3 separate regions of the Bicyclus anynana genome follow, and all the other regions are linked to region 1. The links are chromatin contacts, called in public Hi-C maps. All regions are on one chromosome and are shown on one strand. Each heading gives the region's core, a stretch centred on a gene start, on an enhancer-like site or on the middle of the called end of the contact. The rest is flanking DNA. Distances are from core to core; before and after follow the strand shown.

Region 1 (4,472 bases), core at 622-3,121:
TATAAATGTACTATTTTTATTATTATATAATTTTTCTTTTTTTTTTTTTTGTTGCACTATCCCGCATTTAATTACATTAAATCCTTTATCCAAAGGTTGTCTGGTAGATATTGCTATAAGCAATAAGACCGCCTTTGCACATACTTGTTTTCTATGTTTTCTTTTGTTTTCTTTGTTATTGTTTTTGTGTTGTGCAATAAAGTATAAATAAATAAAAAATAAATAAGTAAATCGTTTAATTCGTTACCAGACTATACCTACCCATTTAGATCTCAAAAGGCAAAAGGGTAAAATGCAAAAAATATTCAAAAAAAACTGTAGGTACAAGCAAATATCCCATCAATTTATGTCCAGCAGTAGACAATAAAAGTGAGACCAACCATAAAATAATAGACAAATCTTACAGAAAATCTTACCTTGTTAACGACATTTTCACAAACGAATGAAAATTTTCCGATTATTATGGATATCTTCTAAATTGTATTTTTATTTTATATATCTTGTTACTCTACTAGGTGTACCTACTTGAAGCAAATAAAACTGAGAGAAAAAGCATTTTGCGTCGGAAAATGCGTGGAAAACGAGGAAAGCTACGTGTAACGCCATCTAGCGGCGAGAGGCGTTCGCTTTACTTTACGGTGACTGTCGCAAACGTACTGTACAAAACAGAAAACATTGTTGATATAAAATTAAATGAATTTAATATAATTTGATGGAAAAATATTTATTTTATTAACATTATAATAGTCTACCTAACCTTAGGTTATCATTCATTAATTTAAGCAACTTAATCTACCTAACAACAAAATCTTAATGTTTATTATTCTTAATTGAATGAATGTGTTTTCCTTCGTGCTGTATTTAAAAATCTATCCTTAATAATTAATTTTATCTTTTAATTAAAATTAATATTTGCATTTACAGAAGAGTTATTGTACTTAGTTTATAATTAAAAATGCATTTTGTGGCTAATACCTACTATATATTTTAATTTGTATATTATGTACCTAACTATTCAGACTTAAGATACGTACATACCTAATTTTGAAAATAAATACAAATTTAAAACATTTAAAAATATATACGTGCCTAAGTAAGAGCCCAATTGTCACGTGACCTTATAATTAAAAGTAAGGTAAATGCACCAATAGTAGACCCAATTGAGAAATGGAATTCCCGATCGCACGAAACCCCAGTAACCGAATTTCGGGTGGCGGGAAACAAAAACTGACCTACATAGCGCCCTACGGAGTTCAGCCACCCCAGCCGCTCAGACGACCCTACGCGTCTTGCCCTTTGCAATTGTTCTGCACTTTCGATATTCAAGGTGATCCTGATATTGCATTTCAATTTTTTTTTGAGATTTTTTTTATCAATAATTAATTACCTGTTCAAAAAAATCGATATAATAAAATTTATTGATCTTGTTCATCTAGCTAGACAAAAAATGTATTTAATTTTTTTTTTTGTAAATATTTTATTGCATAAATGCATAAGTCGTCAATAGATAATCGATATCTTGTTAGATAAATGAAGCGTGGATGTTAGTAAGTGGGTAATGTAAACAAATGCTTGTCACCGCTGAAGCTTGAAGTCCGAGCGCCGGGCAGTCGATTACGCCGCAAAAAAAAAGCGCATCCTATTATCGACTACAACAAAAGGACTTGTGCAGCGATACCTAAGTACACATCTCGATTCATCGTCTCGACTCGATCCGAACCGATCCTATTGGCGCGCCCCACTGTCGCCGCGCGGGAGCGGGACGGGGAGCGCTGCGCCGGTAGTGCGCGACAAGGAGGGAGACGGTCATCTTAGCTGCCGAGTCGCGTCCCACTGGGCGGGGCCGCGCCAAGGAGTGAGCCTCAGATGCGCGTAGTACTGGTGGGGCCTCGTCCGAAGGATCGCACTGCAGTCGTCTGTCGCGGCAACGACGCGCGCCCGCGACCACGTCGTTCCGCTCCCGCTCAAAGGATCACCTTACGTAATAACTAATCGGATCGAAACCGTTCATCCGATTATCGATTGTGAAAAGTGAACTTTCGACACTTGTGTACTATTTTTTGTTTATTATTTTTTTTTTATCGCGCCACAGTGAACTTGAATTTATTATTGTGCGCTCTGTGTTATGTTATTGTTTTGTTTTCGCACGGACTCGTAAGATTATTTTGGGCGTAGCTGTACGCTCTACAATATTTTTGTTGATGACTTTGTGAGTGAATTTTGGAAACCATATCTCGAAACGATTATATGTTGATGTGATAATTGACTTGTACAGTGATATGTGGACATCACTGAGACAATATCATCTCATGTGACAACTGAACGTTCAATAACAGTAAGTGATTTTTTTTATTCGTGCAGGTGTCATTTTATTTACTTAGTCATTTGTTACCTTTGTGATTCTCCAGTGACAAAATCCCCTTTAAATATTTTTTTTTATTAAATCGACTTTGAAATTTCTTAGAAAGACGTCATCAGGATACACATACCCACAAAAGTTATAATGTCAACAAATATTAAAAACGTATTACCTAAATGTAGATAGGTATAATTGAATTTTTTAAGAAAATTAAATTTATCGATACACTAATTCCAATAGGAAAAGTCAAAACTTTAAAATTTATTTTAAATCTCAGCAGTAGGTAAGCCGTTTCAGTATTATTTTTAAAAGGAATATAAGATTTTCTTTGACACCTACCTATCAAATTTTTTGGCTAACATTTTATGAAACAGTAAAGTAAATTTGTAATTTCTTATTGGAAAAATAAGTCACCTTGCTTAATAACAAACTTAATTCGTGTCACGATTGTATTCATGCTGTCATAAAATATGAAATTATATTTTCCTAAAGTAAACGAACCTTGAATTTTGTATTAAGTGCTGTTAGTAGGTTGGTGCAAGACTAGGTAAAATGTTAAAGAAAATTAATTTATTGGAAAATATTGAAAAAAAAATGACATCTCGCTTGATAAAAAACTTCGTTTTATGATTTTAATAATGCAATCATAAAATGGGGAGGTAGTGCTAAGCTAGGTATGTCTTTCAAAATAAAAAGGCTTGGTGTGTCTTTTAAAATAAAAAAATTATGGAATTTGAAAAAAATTTGCTCCATTATTTTGAGATACCTAGTAGAAAGTATCCACCTATTAGAAAGTGAACGAACTTTGAATTTAATTTCTACCTTTTCCTCCTGTAGATGCCCATGTTGGAAGTTTATTTAAAAAAATACAATGGGAAAGAAAATTAATACATAGCTATTATCACAACATTCTTTCTTGAATTTTTGTAATATGTTAAAAGTAGGTACCTACCTAGATGCATTTTATTTCTTTATGTTATTATTCAGTCTTCTTTCTTGTATCTTTTCCTTGTTTCTTCATATCTCTAACCAAGAAATTATTAACGCATATTGTGATAACCAACAGCTGATAATTATCTTAGATAAAAGAAAAAAAATTACTTTATATTTTTTCTCATATAAAATTGTTCCGTCTGACTAAAAATCCAAAAACGCCTTTATCAATTGAAATAATTGGTAGGTACCTAGGTACTTCTTTACCGAGTTTGCTGTTAATAACAAAAAATACAAAATTATATTTTAATAATTTTGTGTAAAACTTTTTTGTATGGTACCAAATGTACTGGATCGGCTATTTTTTAATAAATGGATTGTATGGATGGTTTGAAAAAATAAATGTGTTTAACATATTACCTAATAAAGCATAAAAAGTCAGATTATTGATCATGACGGTTCCAAATGCGGTGCAAAACTATCATTCAGTAGATCAAATGGCTCATTGAATGAGAGTTAATTGGTGCAAGCGTAGCCGGTGCGTCGGCGTGCCGATACGAACCGATTCGTTTTGTTGTACGTGATTGATGAGTGTCAATTACTGGGTGCTTTACCCTAAACTCCCCTTCACTTCATACGGGGTTTATTTTTACGTTTACAATGGCATTTTTGTCCTTTGCATAGAACAAATCGGACGTCTATTTTAATTCTTATAAGATTTTGGATAAATTTGAAGATTGTAAAGAGAGTTTTGTACCTTTTATTGATTCAAATTTTTTTTATCCTTTTTTCTCTCTAATTAAAATAAATTCTTCTAAAAAACCATTATTCTTATGATTTTATTGAATGAAACGACATAGTGATATAACAAAGTAAAAGATATATTCATAGACGTAGATAATAGGTACATATAAATAAAATTAAAATACTGTCTGTGATTTCAAAATAACTGTATTTTCTCAAGTGTTAATATGCAGTTATACCTTTATTAGATGTCAAACCAAAAACCAAGTTCTTTTTGTAATTTTCGTCGGCCTGTCTGTCTGATTTTCCGGGCTAATCTTTGGAACGGCTGAATCGATTTTAACGGGAACATGTAGATTTTTGATAAACTGTATTTCACGTGGACGAAGTCGCAGATTTCCGCTAGTTTCAAATAAAATTGCATATCAATATTAAA
Region 2 (4,472 bases), core at 711-3,210, 200 kb before region 1:
TAAGTCAAAATCCATCCAGTTATAGCGGATTTTTTTCACCTTGAAGTTATTTGTGACCATAATATACCCTACCTTTGAAAAGACAAGTTTTTACAAACTCAGACTAGTTCTAACCTGCCAAATAAAAATGAATCTTCGTCTTAATCCATCAAGTTTTCACAGATTTCAGGCTTCAAGTTATAAATGCGTGCCCAGGATATAACTGCCAACCTTACAATCTACAGTCGAAGTCTCTTCGATTAATCTATCAGCCTATAAAGACCTTTCACCTAATACCACAACAATATCACCAAAATGCCACCTCCATCTACATTCCCACATCGGCATAAAAACAGAATTGCGCGCAGTTTTTACGGCATTCGGCGGAACCGTATGACTAGACGCGGCGGATCATTAATCTCCAACTTCAGATGGGATGCGAGCTGGCGATAAAAATTACTACCAGCATATTCCCGCCATATTTCCCTGTAAAATCAAAACGCTCGAAACTAATCTTTGTCAATGGCGCGCGCCTAATTGCTTTAGATGAAACGGGGCTTCTGAAAAAAGTGCAGACACGATTATTATTTGGGTCGAAGATCGTTCTTTATCTCGTAATGTTTTGAGATATATGTGCCGATGCTGATCTATGATATTTGCTCTCAAATTTTAAATATTTACAGTAAAAAAACAAAAAATTAAATCGAAACGAAAATTAAAATGTGCGATATTTTAAGGCTATTATTATAAAGAAGATAAAAGGGCTATTATTATAGAGGCCGTGATAGCCCAGTGGAGTGTGACCTCTGCCTCCCATTCCGGAGGGTGTGGGTTCGAATCCGGTCTGGGGCATGCACCTCCAACTTTTCAGTTGTGTGTATTTTAAAGAAATTAAATATCACGTGTCTCAATCGGTGAAGGAAAACATCGTGAGGAAACCTGATAACAGAGAATTATCTTAATTCTCTGCGTGTGTGAAGTCTGCCAATCCGCATTGGGCCAGCGTGGTGGACTAATGACCTTACCCCTCTCGTTCTGAGAGGAGACTCGAGCTCAGCAGTGAGCCGAATATGGGTTGATGACGTATTATAAAGAAGTTTTACTTTTTATTTTTTTATTGTAATTGTGCTTCTGTACTATAAAAGCTTTATATCAAATGTATATCTATGTACTGGAAGTAATAATAAGGAAGTGATAGTAATAATAAGGTAAGTAATAAGGCTTGTTGTCTCTAAACACTTAGGTAGGTACTTAGAGGAAATATTGGCTTCAATTTTATTCTTGGAAAGAAAGTTACTGAGCAAGAGACAGCACGGTCTCCCAAGACTAATGATTAGACATTTTTTTACATTAGTTAAGAAAGTTTACTAGACTGAACTACATATAATCAGAAAGATGAGTTATTCGAATATCAAATAATTGGATACCTACAGCTAGAAATGGTTCAGTGATAATGAGTGAAGAGAAATGTTATAGTATTGAGATATACGAGTACATTATGTTTCCCTAGATCTACTCTTTAGCTGTATAGGAATACATTTCCTTATAAACTCAGAAAATTCTACAATACAAAAATTAATGTTTCTATTAATTTTTGCCTCGAAATAAATTGTTAAATAAATTATTTTTATTTCTTCTTTAATCTTTAACATATACATGCGAAAGGTTTCGTCACGAAATCTCGAAAACCTTCTTGTTGTACAAAGCTGAAATTTGGCAGGAAGGTAGTTTATAGTTAGTAGGTATCCACTGAGAACGGATTTTGCGATAGAGCCGGATTAAAGAGGTCTAATCGGACGTAGTCGTGGGCGTCCGCTAGTGTTATTATATCTATAGGTAAGTTAGTTCGTGAAAATGCCGATCGTAGACAAGAGCAATCAAGATCCGTCATTACCGTGTCAACGACTCTAACCCCATGAGGGATCACGTACAGTCGTGACTCAATGCAATAAAACATTTTTGAATATCCGTAGCTCCCACGTTCAAAGTTAAGGTGATTTCCCATGGTGCGTTGAAGTGCGAACAGAGCCGCGCCGAGCTCTTTGATACACTTTTGCTGTGAAGTAATATATTTTCTAAGTTCATGTTATATCTGGTAAACTATTTGATTATTTGTGCTAGTGATTCGAATAATAAATCAATATGTTATAGACATGACAAGAATAGGACAGAGACGTTTATGTTATTTTAAATAGAGTTTGTCATAGGCTTGGTTTTAAGCGTCAAGTTTGACTATTGTAGAGATTCTACCGCCAGTTCTGAAGGCAGTATCTACTGAAAAGAGTCATCAAGAAAGTCATATTATTTACAATATTCTGGTAAACTATTTGATTATTTGTGCTAGTGATTCGAATAATACATCAATACGTTATATACATGACAAGAATATGACAGAGACGTTAATGTTATTTTAAATAGAGTTTTTCATAGGCTTAGTTTTAAGCGTCAAGTTTTGACTATTATAGAGATTCTACCGCCAGTTCTGAAGGCATTATTCAGTTCTTTTCAGTTTCTACTGAAAAGAGCCAATACAATATTTATAATATTGAAGACATTATTCATAATATCTGTGTCTGTGACTGAAAATCTGATTCATAATTAATGAAAATTTATCGATCTCCTTTAATAACGAAGTATGCAGTGTAGATGTAATTATCGAAGAGGTACTTTTAGTAGAAGAAAGAAAGTAAACTGTGCTTGTAAATAGCGCTTTCTGAGTTAAGGTTATGTTCGCGTTATAAAGGCCTATGGGAGGTCACCTTAAATAAAGATAATTTTAAATACAAAAGGCCTCAGCACGCGGTGTAATCGCGAAGTCAAACTCACGATGAGATAAAAATCATGCGCTTGAGCGGAGCAAGTTGTTTTCATTATCAGATCGATGGGGGCGTGGTCTGTCCTCTAACTACCCATCTCCCTCTCCCCAATATATTGGTCACTCAATATCGCTCCGCGGAAAGAGACGGACAATTTCACGCTTGATCGATTGAAGGCTCTCTATATCATGTCCATATGTTCCTGGAAGGACAACTAGTTTTAAAATGTCATGACGGCTTAAGGCTTTTGCAAAAATGTTAAGTTTTATGCGAATTTCGTTTGCTATAATAATAAAATTGTTCTTTGGGCTTCTGTATGTATGCTATCGTTGCGTGTAATCTTAAGCGTTCATTATATTAGCCTTGATCCGCGGCAGTTCATTAACATAATCGTAGTGGTTAACAAGTTCATTAGTACTTGTAGTAGGCTTAAATAAAAATATGATAATAGACGTTGGGGTCCAAAGTGCTGGAATGGCGAAAGCGCAGTGTTGGTCGACCCTCCACTAGGTGGACCGAAAACATCAAGTGGGTTGCAGGGAGCCGCTGGATGCTGGCGGCTCGAGACCGTTTTGTTTGGAAGTCCATGCAAGAGGCCTATGTCCAGCTGTGGACGTCCATCAGCTGATAATGATGAAGGTCTTAGATTGGATACGTATAAAACTCTCACAACTTTAAGTTCACAACTTTAAATATAGCCATTAGACTTTACAAAAATAAACATTTGAATACTAGCTGACACCGTGTGGTTTCACCCGCATGGTTACCATTCCCGTAGGAATACGTGGATAATATATATCCTATTAGTGTGATAGCCCTATAGCCTTCCTCGATAAATGGGCTATCTAACACTGAAAGATTTTTTCTAATCGGACCAGCATTTCCTGAGATTAGCGCGTTGAATCCAACAAACAAACAAACAATACAAACAAACTAACTCTTTAGTATAGATTATACCTACCGGTAAAACTCTTTTAGCAAAGTTGGATGCAAATGAAGTTTTGGATTAGACTGCATCAGTATTTTCCAACATTATTCAAGAAAAATAGCGCCTTTTTTTGTTTGTTTGTTTTTAAATATTTTAAAAGTATTTACAAAAACTAAAGAATAAATATTGATTATTAGTCTATTATGATCTTCTACGTAATTGCTGTTAGTGTTTAACCTTGAAATACAAATTATAAAAAAGTTTGTATATGCGGATGTAAAGGAGACACGCGACAAATGTATTGGTGCCATCCGAGATCAGATTAACTACGATGTGCACTTTGAAAAATCATTATACTTGTGGTGAGGCAATGGCAAGTTACGTACATGTTGGTTGAATGCAAGGTGCTCCTGGATAGGGGTCTTTACACACGCACGATACCATGAGTAACCCTCAAAAACATAAAGGTATAGAATAAATTTTAAGGGGTGTCTAGGGAAAAGTAACCTCTACCACTCTGCTAAGAGTGAACGATTAAGAAGAAGGGAAAAGTAGCCAAGAAACTAAGTGTCAAGCGACTAGGGATTTTTTTTTTTTTTAACTAGGGAATTGGGGTCATGATTTAGCAAGATAACCTGTAAAAAATATAAAAATACACTCTGATAAATGAGATTTTAATAGATAGTTGGATTTTTTTTATATGAATGTATCTCAGAATCCATCCAATGTGGATATATCCATTATGAATT
Region 3 (4,472 bases), core at 1,390-3,889, 170 kb after region 1:
AAAAAATACAACCGACTTCAAAAGCATAAACAACGTACCCACGAAACTAAAGTGAAGGAAAGTGCTTTCCGGAAAATAAATCATATAAAACTGCCTATAGACTTTCACTTCAGAAGTTCGTTTTTTCTTTTTTTTAACATTTGCCATGTATGTTTTAAATATGGCCAATTCAAAAAAGCAATATTTTATCACGGGTTAAGCGTGCCTAAAAATGCAAACATCCTACATAGATTAAATCACTGACACATAATATGTCAGATATTTTATGCAATCGTTTTTTTATTCTGGGCCCCCCAAAACCAATTGTGATACAGTGCCCCTCCAAAGCACGCTACGCCACTGGTAATGTTAAGATCTAAAACCTTTCAGCCGTCGAAAAGCCTTCGAATACAATATTAGGATAAAGTTTGGCACTCCAAAGCGGTCGGGACTTGGGGCGAAGCGTGAAAATCTATTTTCAATGGCCACTATCGGTCCGCGCAGGACACCAAAGCTTTGCCGAAGTTCCTCGTTTAGTTATCCATTCTAGCTCGTACACTCTAAAGTCTAAACTGCCGTAGTGCTCTTGGTTAAGCGTTAAGCAAATTTTAATATTCAATTGGGCTTTTGTCCATTGTGAAATTGCTGGAAAATTGCGTGTAATGAAACGCAAGGTTGTAGAACGAAGAAACTATCGGTAAGGGATTGAATAATGGCTTGCTTCGTTCGAATATCAAGTGCTTTAGATTGCAATAGATTTTTTTATTCTTCACAAGTTAGCTCTTGACTACAATCTCGCCATGTAAGTGATAATGCAATCAAAAAGTCAAAATTCATTTATTTCAATGGCTTAGTTTACAAACACTTTCGAAACGCCCAATAAAAACCTCAATACCCACTCCAGCAACACAGTCTTTTTCTGACTAGTTGGAGGTGAATGGAAATATTAGTCATATTAAAAAAATAATAAAGATGTGGGAAATATTCTTTAAAAAAACAATAAATTAAACCTTACCCATAAAAAAAATATTATCTCTGGTCCGTGCCCACGATTCAAATTAAAAATAAAAATGTTCGTATTTCAAATTTCCAGTTCAAAGTTCGAGACGAGTCTAACTGAAAGGCATTAAGCTCGATGCGGACGAGTGTGTTCCCTTCGCGATACATTTGCAAGTTGCCAACTTTGCTTTAAACGCTTCTGACAGCTACAGTTTCTGAACCGGTCCCGATAATCCCGCCATTGACCGAACAATGGACACCATTTTACTACTTTAGTAAAAAGTTTATATTAACTAGCTATCCTGGCAAACGTTGTTTTGCCTTATAAATTTTTGGGTTTACAAGCCTCATCAAGGAGTATGAAAAATACATAAAAACCTATTCTCAGACCTACTGAATTTACATATAAAATTTCATTAAAATCGGTTCAGCCGTTTTGGAGAAGTATGAAAACTAACGTAATTAACTAAATACATAAATATTTGTTTGTCTTTAAAAAAACAGTTTTTCAAATCTTAATTCAAATAAGGATGTATGGAGCAATTTGTAATTTGTAACTTGATGTTTTTTTTTATTTTTTACTAACTTTATAATTCGTAAGTCAATAACTTAATAAAGTGCACATACGAGTAATTATGATTTATTTTATGCATATTATCCAGCTAAAATTAAATTAGATTTTATTGAACTCTACATGCTAACTATATGGTTCAATGGTTAGCCTTTGCAGCTTCGGATAAAGTGGTCCTGGGTACAATTCCCGGGTCGGCCTAAGAAATATTGAGGTTAGAGCTGAGAAATTTTAAATTTTTTGAAAAAAAAACAGCTATTTTTTAATAGTGATCTATAAAGAGTCGAATATTTTTTTTCCTATCCTCACCAACCCACGTGGTAATAATAGGATGATGATGAAGCTTTCATTTAATCCTTTTAAAAAAAAACATTTAAACTAAATCAAAACTCAAACAGTAACTCTTCGACACATCGTAGACCGGCAGTGCTGAACAATATATCGTAAATCACAAACTTCCAAACAACAAATAAACTCTCACCCATGGATAATCCCATAATTATTACTCGATCAACTGCGAGTTAAAGTCAAAATAAGTTAGCAACATAATTATTCCATTAACTTGTGTGATTTTGTCAGTACCTACATATTAAATAATTACTTAGTCTTAAACTAATTTTATAGGACCGTCCGTTTTTTAATAAGTTTAAGTACCTAATGTTGGATTATATTTGAAAGCTCAAGATACTATTTGAATATCTACGCCATCTATCGATCAGAGGAGACATTAAAAGCATTTTAAATTCTAGATTTGTGGTTTGTTCTATACTATTAAAGTCATAAAATATTCGTGTCTTGTAAAGGAGCCAATCATAACATTACGATGAGTGAGGCAGACATTTAATTTACGGCGCAATTACTACTGGCAGGGTAGCCACCTACCTACTTATAACAAAAGACATGTCTCGCAAAAACTCCCCCGGCACGGCAACCACTTAGAAAGCGCCTTTGAAAAACTAAATAGCCGCTTAAAGAGCGTTTATGCTGAAATAACGCAAAAAGTCTAAAATAAAAAGCCCGGGTATGCGATGAACAATGTACGCGCAACGCCATCTGTTGTCGAGTGGCGGCGAGTGCGTAGGGTCAAGAAATTATTTCGCCAAGAATGCTCGCCGGCCCGCGGCCGCTTTGATGGCTTCCGACGAAGCAATCAGACCTCTTTACGGGCATATTTATGATTATAATACCATGTCTCGGTATACACTTTATGATGTTATACCTAACCGACTGTCCGGGATAATAGCAGCAAACTACCTAATTGTTACGCGTAAATGTTTGCAAGCGAGACAACATTCGGTCGAGTGTCGTTTGCTCCGCTCTCACCTAACTTCTATCAGGTATTTGTTAAACTTATTAGATAGTTTACTTCCTTTGTTGTCCTATCAAGACAAAGCATCATTTAAATCATCATTCACTTCATCACATCATGCAATTCATCAAATTCAGTCCTGTAGACTGTACCTACATAAGTTTTCAAGAAAATTTAATGCATTGGTCGAGTAAATTTTTATTTGACTGCACAGTTTCGACTGCGAATTTTATCAATAGATACGAGTGCGTAGATGTACCTATAGATCATTTACAGGTTTTTTAAACTTTACTTCTTATCAATATCATCAGGTTCAAAAGGACTAAAGAAAGTAAACATCAAATTTTATTACGTATCTGGGATAGTTTAGGATATTAGTTAGTCTCTTAACCAACAATCAAGATTTACGCTATTACTACTTGTTCAATACATAATGAATAATTAACGTAATTAATTCACTTTATAAAACTGGTGAAATTAACACCATTTTGCGGTGAATCATGTGTCATCATGACAACCCAGAAGCTATCTGGATAAAAGGACGACGGCTTATAAATAGATGCGTTTAACGAATATATTGCGCGCTAGTCGAGATGGCTTGATTGTGATAATTTAGTGCAATCTTATTTTAGCCCCACTAATTGTGCTGAGGACGCAATGATACGGACTTTTGGCATCAGATATGAATGAACCTATATGTGTCATAGGCACAGTAGGTGCAATGTAAGCGAAACAATCGTATTTACCAATAGACTAATGAGACTTTTTTTTAAACTTTCCGACTTTGGGTTCTGGCCTTTTTAAGATGTCATTTATGTAGGTATGTCTAGCCAATGCATTTTGTGCAATAATTATAAAAAATCTTACAGGTAATCGGCCTCGCGAATTTTATTTAAGAGTTTGTTACCTAAGTTAATGGAATTTAACGTACAGTAAACGTCCTCATATAATATCGAAACCTTCTTTAACAAAAAAATTAACAATAGGTACATACGAGTATTATCACTGTAAGTTGGTACCTTGGTACATTTACAGTTTATATAGGTACGACCAACTCCGTGAAGTAAATGTGCCACATGTATTTTTACATTTGTTTATGACTGTTTTAGATGTGTGTTCAACATTAAATGCGATTTCCAATAAAGCTCTTCAACATATTAAGGGCACATTACTCGTCGTGCGTCGACCGGCAATTATTTTATAAGCGGTAACCGCACTATCGTAAACACATCCCCGCCCACGCGATGTTTCGATTCCACAAAAGCGATCATTTAAAACGAATCCCGAAATTCGGTGTGAACAAAACAGCTATTATTATTGTGGGATAAATCACTTCAAAAAGGTTGATTTATTTGTAGTTTGCGCAATAAGAGTTATTGTTACCACATACACTTGGCAAGCGCCTTTTACCCAAAATAATGGAACCGGTGATTTAATGGCAACACACAACAATCAAATTTGACACATCGAAAAATTTTAATTGAAACGGGTTACCTGCTCTACTGTAATCTTTAAACATCATGGGAATCAGAAGTACAAACAAATAAATGTGACACGTTAGCGATAAATTAATGACACGCCTATCTTGAGAAGCGTATATTTCACAGATCTGTC

What was found. Hi-C and Micro-C count contacts between places; a contact is called where the count stands out from the background.
Region 2: a contact with region 1 is called in a Hi-C map of whole body, with 2.4 times the contacts expected there. The contact joins the enhancer-like site here to the promoter of LOC112051626 in region 1. A contact is called at or near these places in 2 of 2 Hi-C or Micro-C datasets (whole body and whole larva).
Region 3: a contact with region 1 is called in a Hi-C map of whole body, with 4 times the contacts expected there. The contact joins the enhancer-like site here to the promoter of LOC112051626 in region 1. A contact is called at or near these places in 2 of 2 Hi-C or Micro-C datasets (whole body and whole larva).

The regions. Positions count from the first base shown.
Region 1 is chr8:6,081,799-6,086,270 of ilBicAnyn1.1, reverse strand. It overlaps LOC112051626 (homeobox protein cut), which reads left to right and starts at 1,871. Exons shown (of 12, transcript XM_052882800.1): 1 at 1,871-2,335.
Region 2 is chr8:6,286,414-6,290,885 of ilBicAnyn1.1, reverse strand. No RefSeq gene overlaps it. Among protein-coding and RNA genes, the nearest start is that of Trnam-cau, 140 kb to the left of the region's middle. Within about 2 kb of position 1,960, at least 8 of the 8 cell types and tissues checked have open chromatin away from gene starts, as enhancers often do.
Region 3 is chr8:5,911,173-5,915,644 of ilBicAnyn1.1, reverse strand. The region is part of intron 8 of LOC112051626 (homeobox protein cut); the gene reads left to right. Among protein-coding and RNA genes, the nearest start is that of LOC112051623, 19 kb to the right of the region's middle. Within about 2 kb of position 2,639, at least 1 of the 8 cell types and tissues checked has open chromatin away from gene starts, as enhancers often do.